Regions from separate parts of the Mus musculus genome. Here region 2 is linked to region 1. A link is a contact called in public HiChIP or PLAC-seq data. All regions are on one chromosome and are shown on one strand. Each heading gives the region's core, a stretch centred on a gene start, on an enhancer-like site or on the middle of the called end of the contact. The rest is flanking DNA. Distances are from core to core; before and after follow the strand shown. Region 1 has its middle 12 kb from the start of Gm32492. Region 2 overlaps Gm32718 (a long non-coding RNA gene).

What was found. HiChIP or PLAC-seq counts read pairs in DNA pulled down with a chosen protein or histone mark.
Region 2: a contact with region 1 is called in an H3K27ac HiChIP or PLAC-seq map of heart atrium, with 10 read pairs. The contact joins two enhancer-like sites. A contact is called at or near these places in 6 of 39 promoter capture datasets (the 3T3-L1 cell line, 3T3-L1-derived adipocytes, the HPC-7 cell line and 2 more), 1 of 15 datasets of contacts at CTCF or cohesin (CD8 T cells), 2 of 484 Hi-C or Micro-C datasets (CD8 T cells and conventional type 1 dendritic cells) and 4 of 115 datasets of contacts at active chromatin or transcription factors (CD8 T cells, effector CD8 T cells, heart atrium and 1 more).

What each region holds. Positions count from the first base shown.
Region 1 is chr19:56,677,797-56,683,462 of GRCm38.p6, forward strand. No RefSeq gene overlaps it. Among named protein-coding and RNA genes, the nearest start is that of Gm32492, 12 kb to the left of the region's middle. Within about 2 kb of position 2,660, at least 41 of the 459 cell types and tissues checked have an H3K27ac peak or open chromatin away from gene starts, as enhancers often do. A contact at or near this core is called in heart atrium and memory CD8 T cells, where this site is marked.
Region 2 is chr19:56,757,026-56,762,210 of GRCm38.p6, forward strand. It overlaps Gm32718 (a long non-coding RNA gene), which reads left to right. Exons shown (of 7, transcript XR_001782687.1): 5 at 1-190; 6 at 2,277-2,369. Among named protein-coding and RNA genes, the nearest start is that of Gm32718, 17 kb to the left of the region's middle. Within about 2 kb of position 2,881, at least 30 of the 459 cell types and tissues checked have an H3K27ac peak or open chromatin away from gene starts, as enhancers often do. A contact at or near this core is called in heart atrium and memory CD8 T cells, where this site is marked.

The sequences.
Region 1 (5,666 bases), core at 1,410-3,909:
ATAACCAGGGTTGGATGACCTCCAACCGTCACCAGGGCTGCTTCCCATGAAACCTAATCCCTCTCCACTTAAAGGGACAGAGGTGTTGGTCAACCCACAAGCCCGAGGATGGGGAAGGCCACCCTCCCTGCAGGAGGGACCTTCTCCGTGAAGCCCACCAGAGCTGGGCTATGGGGCTCTACGGGAAAAGTAGAAACATTCTCAGCGGTATTCTGATGGAAAACAGCCTCATTTCTTACGGAGAACTAGTCCAGAGAAGAATTACACTTAAAAAACCAGATGGCTCCTTTGTTTCCAATGGCTGCCTATAAATTCTCTATTTTTCTGTTCTGTGGAACTGAAATTGATTGAAATTGGCATTTTTCTGTCATGAGTCAGTTGACAAGAAAATTGAGAAAACAAAACAACCACTGCCAAAAAGATTTTTTTCCTCTCTTTACTTCTATCCAAACAAGTGAACCCAGACATTCAGATAGGAAGGAAAAGAGAGAGGGACAGACGGAGGGAGGAAAGGAGGAAGGGAGGGAGGGAGAGATGGAGGGAGGAAAAGGAAGTTAGTAATATTTCAGACGCCTTCAGCACACCCCTTTCCCAAGGTACAATGTAGATCTGGGGACGCACATTTTATCCAGCTGCTACCCATCTGGAATCTCGGAGAACTTCTGTCTGGTAGCCCATGTGAAAAAGCCAAAAACAAACCAAACCACCTTGGATTTTCCGCCTGATTTCGTAGACTTTTCCAGGAGGTAGACTCCAGACAGGAGTTGAGGCAACTTGCTGCTCTTGGCTTGCAAGTGACCGTTTAGCACGCGGGTGTTTCAGGGAAACTGGTGGGCCTGGAGATTGATTAATCTGCATCCTGTGCCTCCTGGGGCTCCCAATCAGCCTCTTGGCTCCTGGAGCCTCCAGCCTCTGGTGTCGCAAGGCTCACAGGGGTGAGAACGAAAGTGGCGCAAATGTCACCAGTGAGCAACACGTCACTGCTTGGGTGTCATCTGGCTTGTCCATTTACTTCCAGGTCTCTCTTGTGTATGAAACTGGTGACAGTGACCACCACGCTTCCACTGGCCACAAAATGGCTCCTGTCCCTGGACCTAAGGGTGGTTGTATGTTAGGCAGCTGTGTCTGGCTCCTCCACAGGACCCACCTGAGCTACTCTAGCCAGGTTTGAAGATGGACGTGAACACAAAGGACTGCAGGGGACTTGCAGAAGGCACACGTCAACTGCATGTGGAAAAAGACTTCTGGGCTCCTGATGCAGGGAGTCAACATGGCAGAGTGGCCTGTGCAGCCCCTGAGAAGAAACAAGGCCTAAAGGATGTTCAATTTCTCATTTCTACTTTTAGGAATGGATGGTATTTTGTTGGGGCCGGGGAGGGCCAGAGCAGGGCTGGGAATATAATGCACAGACTTCAATACATAAATGTGTAAGGTCTGCCTTTGTTTCGAAGTACGACCCTGATGAAGGACCATGGCATTTTGCTCATTATTAATGTGCTTTGAGAATGAGATTTCCTTTGGAACAAAGTGGCAAATGAAAACGAGACAGGAAGTGGCCCTGTAGCCCCAGACTTTGAAAGGTGTGTGGCTTGTGGATCAGCACAGGCTGCGGCTCCTCATCCGGTGTGCAGACCTACACTAACCTGACCTGTTCTGACTCAGCGTTCACTACCTCTCTGTCCCCACAGCGTTTGGATGGTGAAATTATAACCATCCGTTTCCTAAGTTCTCGGGGGACACTGTAGTGACATCCTTTCTATGGAGAACACCAAATTCAGAAGGATTCAGAACAAGGAGACTCTTATGGAGAGCTACCGTCCACCGTAAGTAAGAGCCAGTCAGTGGAGAGTCACAAGGTCAACTACTCAATTCAGCCGAGGGCCATGGTTGAAAGACTATAACAGAGGAAAAACTCAAACAGTGGAGAGAAAACTCATGGTCCCGGGCATGCGGCCATCTCCTTTGTGAAGTGTAAGCATGAACACAGGGAGTGAGGAAAAGCTGAGAAGCCACAGGAATTAGGCCTGCAGAACTATCGCCTGGCCTTCCTGACAGAAAGAAGTAGGCTGGTGTATGGGAGCCAGCCGCTAAATGTTCCCTGAAACTGCAACACCTCTGAGAGTCAGTGGTTAAACTGTTACAAGTTAGCCACGGCGAGGTATTTACATGGTAGAAATCAGTTAACACTGTGGGTCCTCTCCCATCTCCTGGCACACAGAGAGCAGGCCTGTGAAAGTCCTGCTGACAGCACCTAGCTATCTGTGAGCCGGCAATGGTAACTCTCACCACACACAAACCTGAAGCTGACGGTGACCTTAAAGTGCCTCATTGTACAAAGCAGCAGCCTCTGCCAACATCAGCTCCAAAGTTCCAGGAACAGACTTGGCTCTCACCTACAGCTAAGCATGCTGAAAGTCTCCAAGGGCTTCCAGGGCTTTGTCAGCTACATCCACACACCTGACGCTTGCTTAGGACCACAGACAGATCTTCTCACATGCATGCGTGTGTCATATGAATCAGATATCTCCTGAATGACTCCCCTGGGCACCGCATTTCACTGAGCAGCCGTTGTCCCAGGGACGGGCCCTCTGGAATGAAGGGAGCAGAGACAGGAAGGACTGCAGATATCTGTCGCCCCTGCACATGATCATCTCTTGCAGCTGTTGTAGGCTGTTTCCTCCAGGCTGCCTTGAATGAGAGCATCTGTGATCACCCACAGGAGACACTCACCAGGACCAGCCTATCAACATTCCCTTACGGGTGGAGAGAGGACTGCTAGGCTAATGAGCCTTTACAGATCCCCACATGAACCCAACCCTTACCCAGGTCATGTAAGACCTAATACGTGGACTGGGGATTGGGACCCCAAAGAGTCTTTAGTGCTACATCTTTTCATGATTCATCCACGCCACAGATGGGGCTCTTCAGCGGCATAGCTATTCATAAGCTGCCCAAGAGACTTCCTGTTTTAGATAGGGTTTTCCTGCTGTGAACAGACACCACGACCGAGGCAACTCTCTAATTGGACAACATTTCATCGAGGCTGGCTTACAGGTTCACAGGTTCAGTCCATTATCACCAAGGTGGAAGCAGGGCAGCATCCAGGCAGGCATGGTGCAGGAGGAGCTGAGAGTTCTACATCTTCATCTGGAGGCTGCTAGGAAAATACTGCCTTCCAGGCAGCTAGGGTGAAGGTCTTAAAACCCACGCCCACTGTGACATACCTATTCCAACAGGGCCACACCTTCTAAAAGTGCCACCCTGGGTCAAGCATAGGCAAACCATCACACTTCCCAAAAGGTCTAGGGGCCTTTGAGTTACCCATGCACCCGGAAGTAACTGCACACAAGCTCAGGTTCAGGCAAAGCTGGACGGGATCCTTTCTCTGGTCCGCGCTTCCTCTCCGCCTAGTGCTAACAGTCTTCACCACAGCCGTTTGCATCTGCTCTTCACAGCTCTAACAGCTCTCTGGCTGGCCTCATCTAACACCCGTCATTAAATATTGTACATGATGGGGGAGTATTCCCTGCGGTGCTTCCTCCTCTGAGCTGAAGAGCGGGTCCACCTTTCTCCCACAGCTAACACTAGGACTCCGTGGTGTCCAGACACAGGGTCAGCTTAGCTCACCAGTCTCCCAGCTACTTCCTACCTCTCACCCAATGTGAACCCACTGAGTGATCTCATCTGCATCCCCAACCTGGGACTTCCCTCTTTTGCTGCCTTAACCGCCTCCCCTGATGATTTCCCTTCTACTTACAGGTGGAAGATGGGCCCACTTCAGAAGAACTGGCTGTTTTATCTGACTAGAAGATTCAGCAGGGGCCTTATAACTTCCCTCTTCTTTCTCTTCATCCCCCACCCTCTAGCACACCCAGTTCCCAGCTTCCCTGACTAAAGTTTCCTTCTCCCCTAGAATGGGAGAACCCGTATACCAGAACTTCAGTTCAGCTGGTCACTGTGGCATCCTCAGCCACGCACCGTTCCCAGAGCACTGACAGCTCAGGAAATATTGGAGGAAATGTGTAAATAAAAATCCTGTTTTCTAGACTCATACCTGTGGTTCTACTTCCAGGCTTCCTCCTGCTAACTCGGCTGCCATATCTCCCGCCAGCTCTGAGCTACCTCTCCACCCAGCCCATCAGCAGGCACGGACAGTCTGCCATCACACCAGACCTCTGGTCCAACCGTAGGCTGCCACCTTCCTGCAAATGTCATGGGCCAACTATGAACCTCCCATGTGAACAACCGCAGTCACTTTCTACCTGACTGTGCGCTTCCAGACTAACCCTTCATGCATGTCCTGACCCCTACACTTCACACACCCCACACACCCTACTCAGAGCCAAATACCTTTTAATTGATTGTATTTGTATGTGTTTGTTTATGTGCACTGCACACGTACGAATATGTGGACAAACAAGCCACAGTTCACATGTAGAAGTCATAGGACAAGTTTGTGGGCTTGGCTCTGGTGATTGAAGCCAGATCACCATGCTTAGCAGCAAGCCCCTTTAATGACTGAGCTATCTCGCTGGCCCTAGAGTTATACATTAAATATTTTAAAATTATATGTACTCGTTTATTAGGGAGGGGAGTGTGTGTGTGTCATAATGAGCATGCGGAAGTCAAGACAGCATTTAGGAGTTGGTTCTTTTGATGTGGGTCCTGAGAATTGAACTCAGGAAGCCCAGCGTGGCAGAAGGCACCTTTACCTCCTGAGCTGTCTCGCTGGCTCCAGTCCACTGAGGACTTCTGATGTCTCCACAATGCCCCAGGCCTTTCACTTTGAACACACTCGGTCTGTTTTTTCTGAAGTGTGCATTAAAGGCCGCTGAGCCTTGCTCAGAGTTTTGGAATAGGATATGGAACAAAATGGGGAAAACAACAACAACAACACAACAAGATCACACTCCATGAAGCTTCTCTTCTGCAACAGGAAACAAATAGCAAGCAAAACCACTGGTAATCATTATGTGGTGTCTAACAGAGAGCGGTGACAGGGGTGGAAAACTGAATGACATTTAAAAGGAGCTGGAGATGTTGGTTTAAGGCGTGTGGGGGCAGCCTACAGCATGGAATTGGTCCATAGGATGCAAAAGGAAGAGAGCAAGCCAAGTCCTGCAGGAAGGAGCGTGTCTGTGGCAGAGTTCCTCTCGGTGCTGTGACCTCCAGGACACTCGTGCATAGGATTACAGGAATCTTGAATACATATGTGATTGCGATTATGAAAGTGAAAGTCAAGCAGGGCTGTGCTTTCCTTTTCTGGGGAAGACCCAGGTGGGGCTCCTGGTGCTCCTGCCTCATGCACAGCTGTGGCTTATCCACGGGCTTATTTTATAAGGCAGCAACTGCGACAGATCTCCTGGGTTCCCACCAGCTCTCCAGAGCTCTGCTGGGTACACATTGAGCTGAATGCTGAGCTGAGCAGGATCACAGAGGCATGGCCAGGCTGAGTTGGTTCTGGCTCAGTCATCTTCTTACAACCCTCACTACATGTCCATCTTCCCCATCCAGATACCTACCCCTCTGACTCCAGACATGGAATTAACAGTCTCACGTAGAGGTGTTATCAGATTCCAGAGCCCCGGGAAACCAAAGCCACCTCCGATTGATATTTTTAGACCTAAGGCAGTGGTATGGGAAGGTCGGGCCAATGGGTGGCAGTT
Region 2 (5,185 bases), core at 1,631-4,130, 79 kb after region 1:
TCATCTCCTCCCCACCACAGCCACAGTTCTGGCAGCCCTGGTCACCAGAAGGTGGCCAGGTGAGATTACCTTTGCCATTCTGTGGCCAGCTGCAAACCAGCGACCTGGAGAGAAGTCGCCTATCCACAAGCAGCCCTGGGGATCCGTCTCTCCATGCAAAGCATTTCAAGGCACAGAGGGAACTGTCATGGTGAGAATTCTGCTGAGAATTCTGCCATAACTCAGGGTGAAACTTCTTTACAAGGAGCAACTTAGAAGGATGGGGAGGGCAGTGTTGATCAACTCCACAGTGTGTGTGTGTGTGTGTGTGTGTGTGTGTGTGTGTGTGTGTGTGTGAGAGAGAGAGACAGAGACAGAGACAGAGAGAGACAGAGACAGAGACAGAGAGATGAGACAGAGAGAGACAGAGAGACAGGGAGAGAGAGACAGAGACAGAGAGATGAGACAGACAGAGACAGAGAGACAGAGAGAGAGACAGAGAGAGACAGAGACAGAGAGATGAGACAGAGAGAGACAGAGACAGAGAGATGAGACAGAGAGAGAGAGAGAGAGAGAGAGAGAGAGAGAGAGAACACAACGGAAGTTCGCCTCCTGTCCTCAAGCTCGTAATCAATGTTGAACGCTGTGCAGGACATACTGCAGGAATTCTCAGTGATTCACGGCTTAACTACTCTCATGGAAGAACATGGATGGAGAGAAGCACTCTGTGTGTTTCGGTCGCTGCCGTGGTATTTTTAGCACTGGTTTCAGTGTTATGGTTTTTGATTACTCAGTAAGACAGGAAATTAATTTGACTCAAGATGAAGCTGTCACACCAAGGTCGAGAGCTTTGTGCCTTCCTTCCTTCCTTCCTGACATTTTGACATAAGCCTCTGAGAAATCAATAGTAAAGTTGAGCTACAGTGACCAGAACCACCATCTTCCTACCCTCTTCTGAGTTCCGTCCGACCGACCTCACATTGAAGTCCTCTTTCTAAAATATTCTTTGGGCAAGAGAGGCAGCCCACTGGGTCAGAGGGGTTGCTCTGCAAGCATGAAGGTCTGAGTCTGTGTGTCCAGATCACACATCAAACCCCAAGCATGGCTTCGTACGCCTGTAAACCCAGCAGTGCCTGGGCAGAGAGAGACTTGCAGTTCTGGATAACTTGTTCTCCCATCATCCAGCCAAAAGGATGAGAGCTTGCTTCCAGCTGCCAATTAAGTGAGAGATCCCGTATCAGGAAAAAGAGATGAAAAACAGAGGAAGGCACATAGCATCCTGTTCTGATCTCCATAGTAACATGTAACACACACACACATGTACACATACACACTCCTTCCTCACATACACCACACACGCACACACATACATACACCACACATACCACACACACACTACACCACACACACATGTACATACACACTCCTCACACACACCACATGTACACATACATACTCCTCACATACACACCACACATGCACACACATACATACACCACACATACCACACACACACCACACCACACACACATATACATACACACTCCTCACACACACCACATGTACACATACATACTCCTCACATACACACCACACACGAACACACATACATACACCACACATACCACACACACACACTACACCACACACACATGTACACATATACACTCCTCACACACACCATGCACACACATACACACACACTCCACACACACACCACACATGTACGCACACACACACACTCCTCACACAGCTTTTTTTTTGCTCAGAAATCTGCATATCTTGGAGAGTCGGCCTTGTAAAAGAGGTATACCTCTCAGGTATATCATTCTGTCCCTTTACTTATAAACGTATAAAGGGTCCTGAGAAGATGGTTTATTAGCCAACAAGTAATACAAACAGTAGCTTCAATCTCAGATCTGGTGGGTGACTTATTTCTGATTTGTCTGTCTTGGTTCCTCTGATAAACTCTCAGCACAATTTGACCCCCACCCCTGCAGACCACTGTTCTCCAAATTCCACGTTGGTTCTACACAGAGATCTTTCTGGCTCCACGTGTTTGCTGTATCCTGGTTCTCCACTACTGAAGTTTAGAGAGAAGCAGATGGCATAACCCAGGGAAGATCAGATAGAAGACATTTCAGGGAAAGGCAGTGGCGTTTGTTTTATTTTGTTGATGTGGGGGGAGGGGAGTAGTGTTTTGTCCATGTACGTGTGAAGGCGCTCACACACAATTGTGTAAGCCAGAGATCTGCCTCAGGTGTCTTCTTCAAACACTCTTTTATTTTTGCACTCAGGCTCTCTTACTGAAGCTGGGCATTACTGACCCACCTAGACTGCTGGTCAAAAGCTCCTTGAGGACCTTTACGTCCCCAGCTCGGAGTCTTCAGGTGTGTGCCACTGTGTCCAGTTTCTAATATGGGTGCTGGGGCTCTGAATCAAGTCTCCACGCTTGGGCACTATCTTATAGATTCAGCTATCTCCCCAGACCAGGACTGTCTGTTTAAATTAATTTATTGAGTGTAGATGGAGGGAGGGAACACATTCCATGGCATGAATGTAGAGGTCAGAAGACAACTTAACTTGTAAGCATTGGTTCTCCCCTTCTCCTATGTGGCTTCAGATACCAGACTCAGGACCTTTGCCTTTGACGGCAGCACCTTAACCTGCAGAGCCATCTCCCCTAAGCCAGCCCCGGGTGAGTTTTAATGCACATAGGAGACACTGAGGACATTACCCATCACTGTACCAAGATGGGCAAGAGTCAGAAAGGAAAAGATGGAACTTCTGACACCTTTAATGGCAGGGGTTGTCTTGGCTTTCCCCTACTATATGTGCATGTCTGTCTTCCCTGGTAAGGAAGCTCTCTGGCTTCACAGCTATGACTCATTGCTCAGGTCCACAGCAGCCGCTGTCTCCTAGTTACTACGGATACACAATAACAAGGACTCAAAGTCTGTCTGCAGCTTGTGCTTCTACTGACTGAGCATCTACACTCACGGTACTGTGTTCAACAATGACACCTCTCCACCCGCCATCATGGTCTCCTGGTTTTCTGTGTCTGAAATATATTTGGGCCTAGAGCTAGAGCATCCTGGATGCTCTCTCTCTCCATCCTGAAACATATTTGAGTGGACTTGCTTCTGTCAGCATTTGCTTTGAGGAGTCCTTTCCTCCTATCTTTGTTGATTCAACTTTATTTGGTTTAATATGTAAATAGCTCGAGCGCTCTTCCAGAGACTCCGTGTGATGCTTCTTTGCTACCTCACTGAACCATTCTAAACGGGCAGCCATGGTTGATTTTTGGCTCGACTGATGGCCGGTGATGGTTAGGAATTATGTGGAGCAGGGATGAGTCAGTGAGAGAGTTTTACATGGAGATCCTGGAAGGTCATGTCTTTGACATCCATTCATGACAAAAAGTCCCCCACGTGATTCAAAAGCCTCAAGCTATCCAAGGGCATATACCCAGATGGCAGCCTTGGGAAGCCCCAGAGGGAAGGCACAGCATCTGGGATGCCACTCAGCAGAAACCTGTCCCCGGGGCTTTGACCTTGATAGAGTAGTGGCTGATGAAGGAGTTTTGAGAAGCAGTACCTGAAAAATAAATTGCCCGAGACAGTGTTGCTTCCTCCTCTGTGGGAGAGGCTGCAGAAGGAAGGAAAAGGGTAGACCTTCTCTGAGGTCAAGGCAGCTCTGCGTACATGCTGCCTCTCTGGAGCAAAGAGGGCAATGTTTTTTGGAGGAGCCTGGCAACAGAACAGCAGCCAGGATGCTCTCGCCATGGAGGAGAGATAAGAACAATATGACTCATTAAATAAATCATTCTGAGAAAAAGCCTCTAGTTAACACACAGTCTATTTGTTCCACTTTTTAATTATATTTATCAGCCATAAAATCATTCACAAACTATTTACAGAATCGGCCATAGCCTGTAAACCCATGGCCAATAGACAAGCTACTCTCTGAGTCTAAGACAAATATCTTAAAATTCCCAAGAAATTCTGATGCGGTTTGCTGCACGAAGTGTTCTTTCTCCTCTTTCCATTCTGTGAGATGGTTCACTAGTCGTCTCTGGGATGCTCTGCCAATGCCTCGTGCTAGTACTGCCTGGTGGTTTGTGCTGATTAGGAGGAATGGTTCCCAGGAAGGGAACTTAGCCCAGGAGCCTGGGGCTGCTGAAATGTCTACCATTTGGTCCAGTGGATGCTCAGACTTCTCCCTAAAGCCTTCAGGTCACCTCACCAGACAGAAGGGAGTGGACCGCAGATGGAGACTGGGTTAAATCTCTTCCCTTTGGATGTTGAAGACAGCTTTCTGACCTCATGACGCAGTTAGAGGAGGGTGGCATCCATCTACAGCATCTGTTCTCACCTAGACTAACTACGTCTATGAAATCTCCAGTCCAGAAATAAACTAGAGTACTGAGAGATTAAATGCCCAGCCTGAACCGCAGCCAGATCCAGCCATTCCAGGCTACATTTCATTCTCTTTTCTTTGTCTCCTTACACAGAAGCTATAGAAAGTCTTATTTATTGATCACCTATAACACACAAGGCAGGGTGCTAGATGCAAGGGTAGCAAGAAGCATTGGACGTGGTTGACCAGTTGTCTATTGCTGCATAATAAACCACCACTGTTTACTTGCTTGAGATTCTATGGTAGGTCATGGCTGGGTGAGGGTTTCTCCTAATGTTTATGCCCCAGAACTCATTAATCTGGCATTTCTCTGGGGGCTAATATGTCCTCACACATCAGCAGGTTGGTGTCAGCTGTCAACTGGGTCAGGTGATTCCTCACAGGGAGGCAATATTTTGAAATGGCCAGCCTCAATACACAAGCACTTTTCAAGCTCCGTGGATTATGCTTGATGGTGTCCTATTGGCCTAAGCAAGTCACATGCTGGACCCAGAATCACCAAGGGAAGAAGTCACCAAGGGTGTGGGCGTACAGTGACTATGGTAATCTCTCAACCACAGTCTCACAAAAAGACAGGTTATGTGCATTCAAATGAAAATTACAACACAAGGCTTGCTCCTGCATTCAAGTCCCAGGCCTGGTCTTTTCTCTGTCCTCATCAGTCTGGCTCCCAGGTCCTGGCAGCTACTTGGTTCCCAGCAAGTTTTGATGACTCAAAGCATCCTAGAGATGTGAACTCTGAGCCTGGGACTGCTTTGCTCCTGAGCCAGCAGCTCTCAGTTGTTTG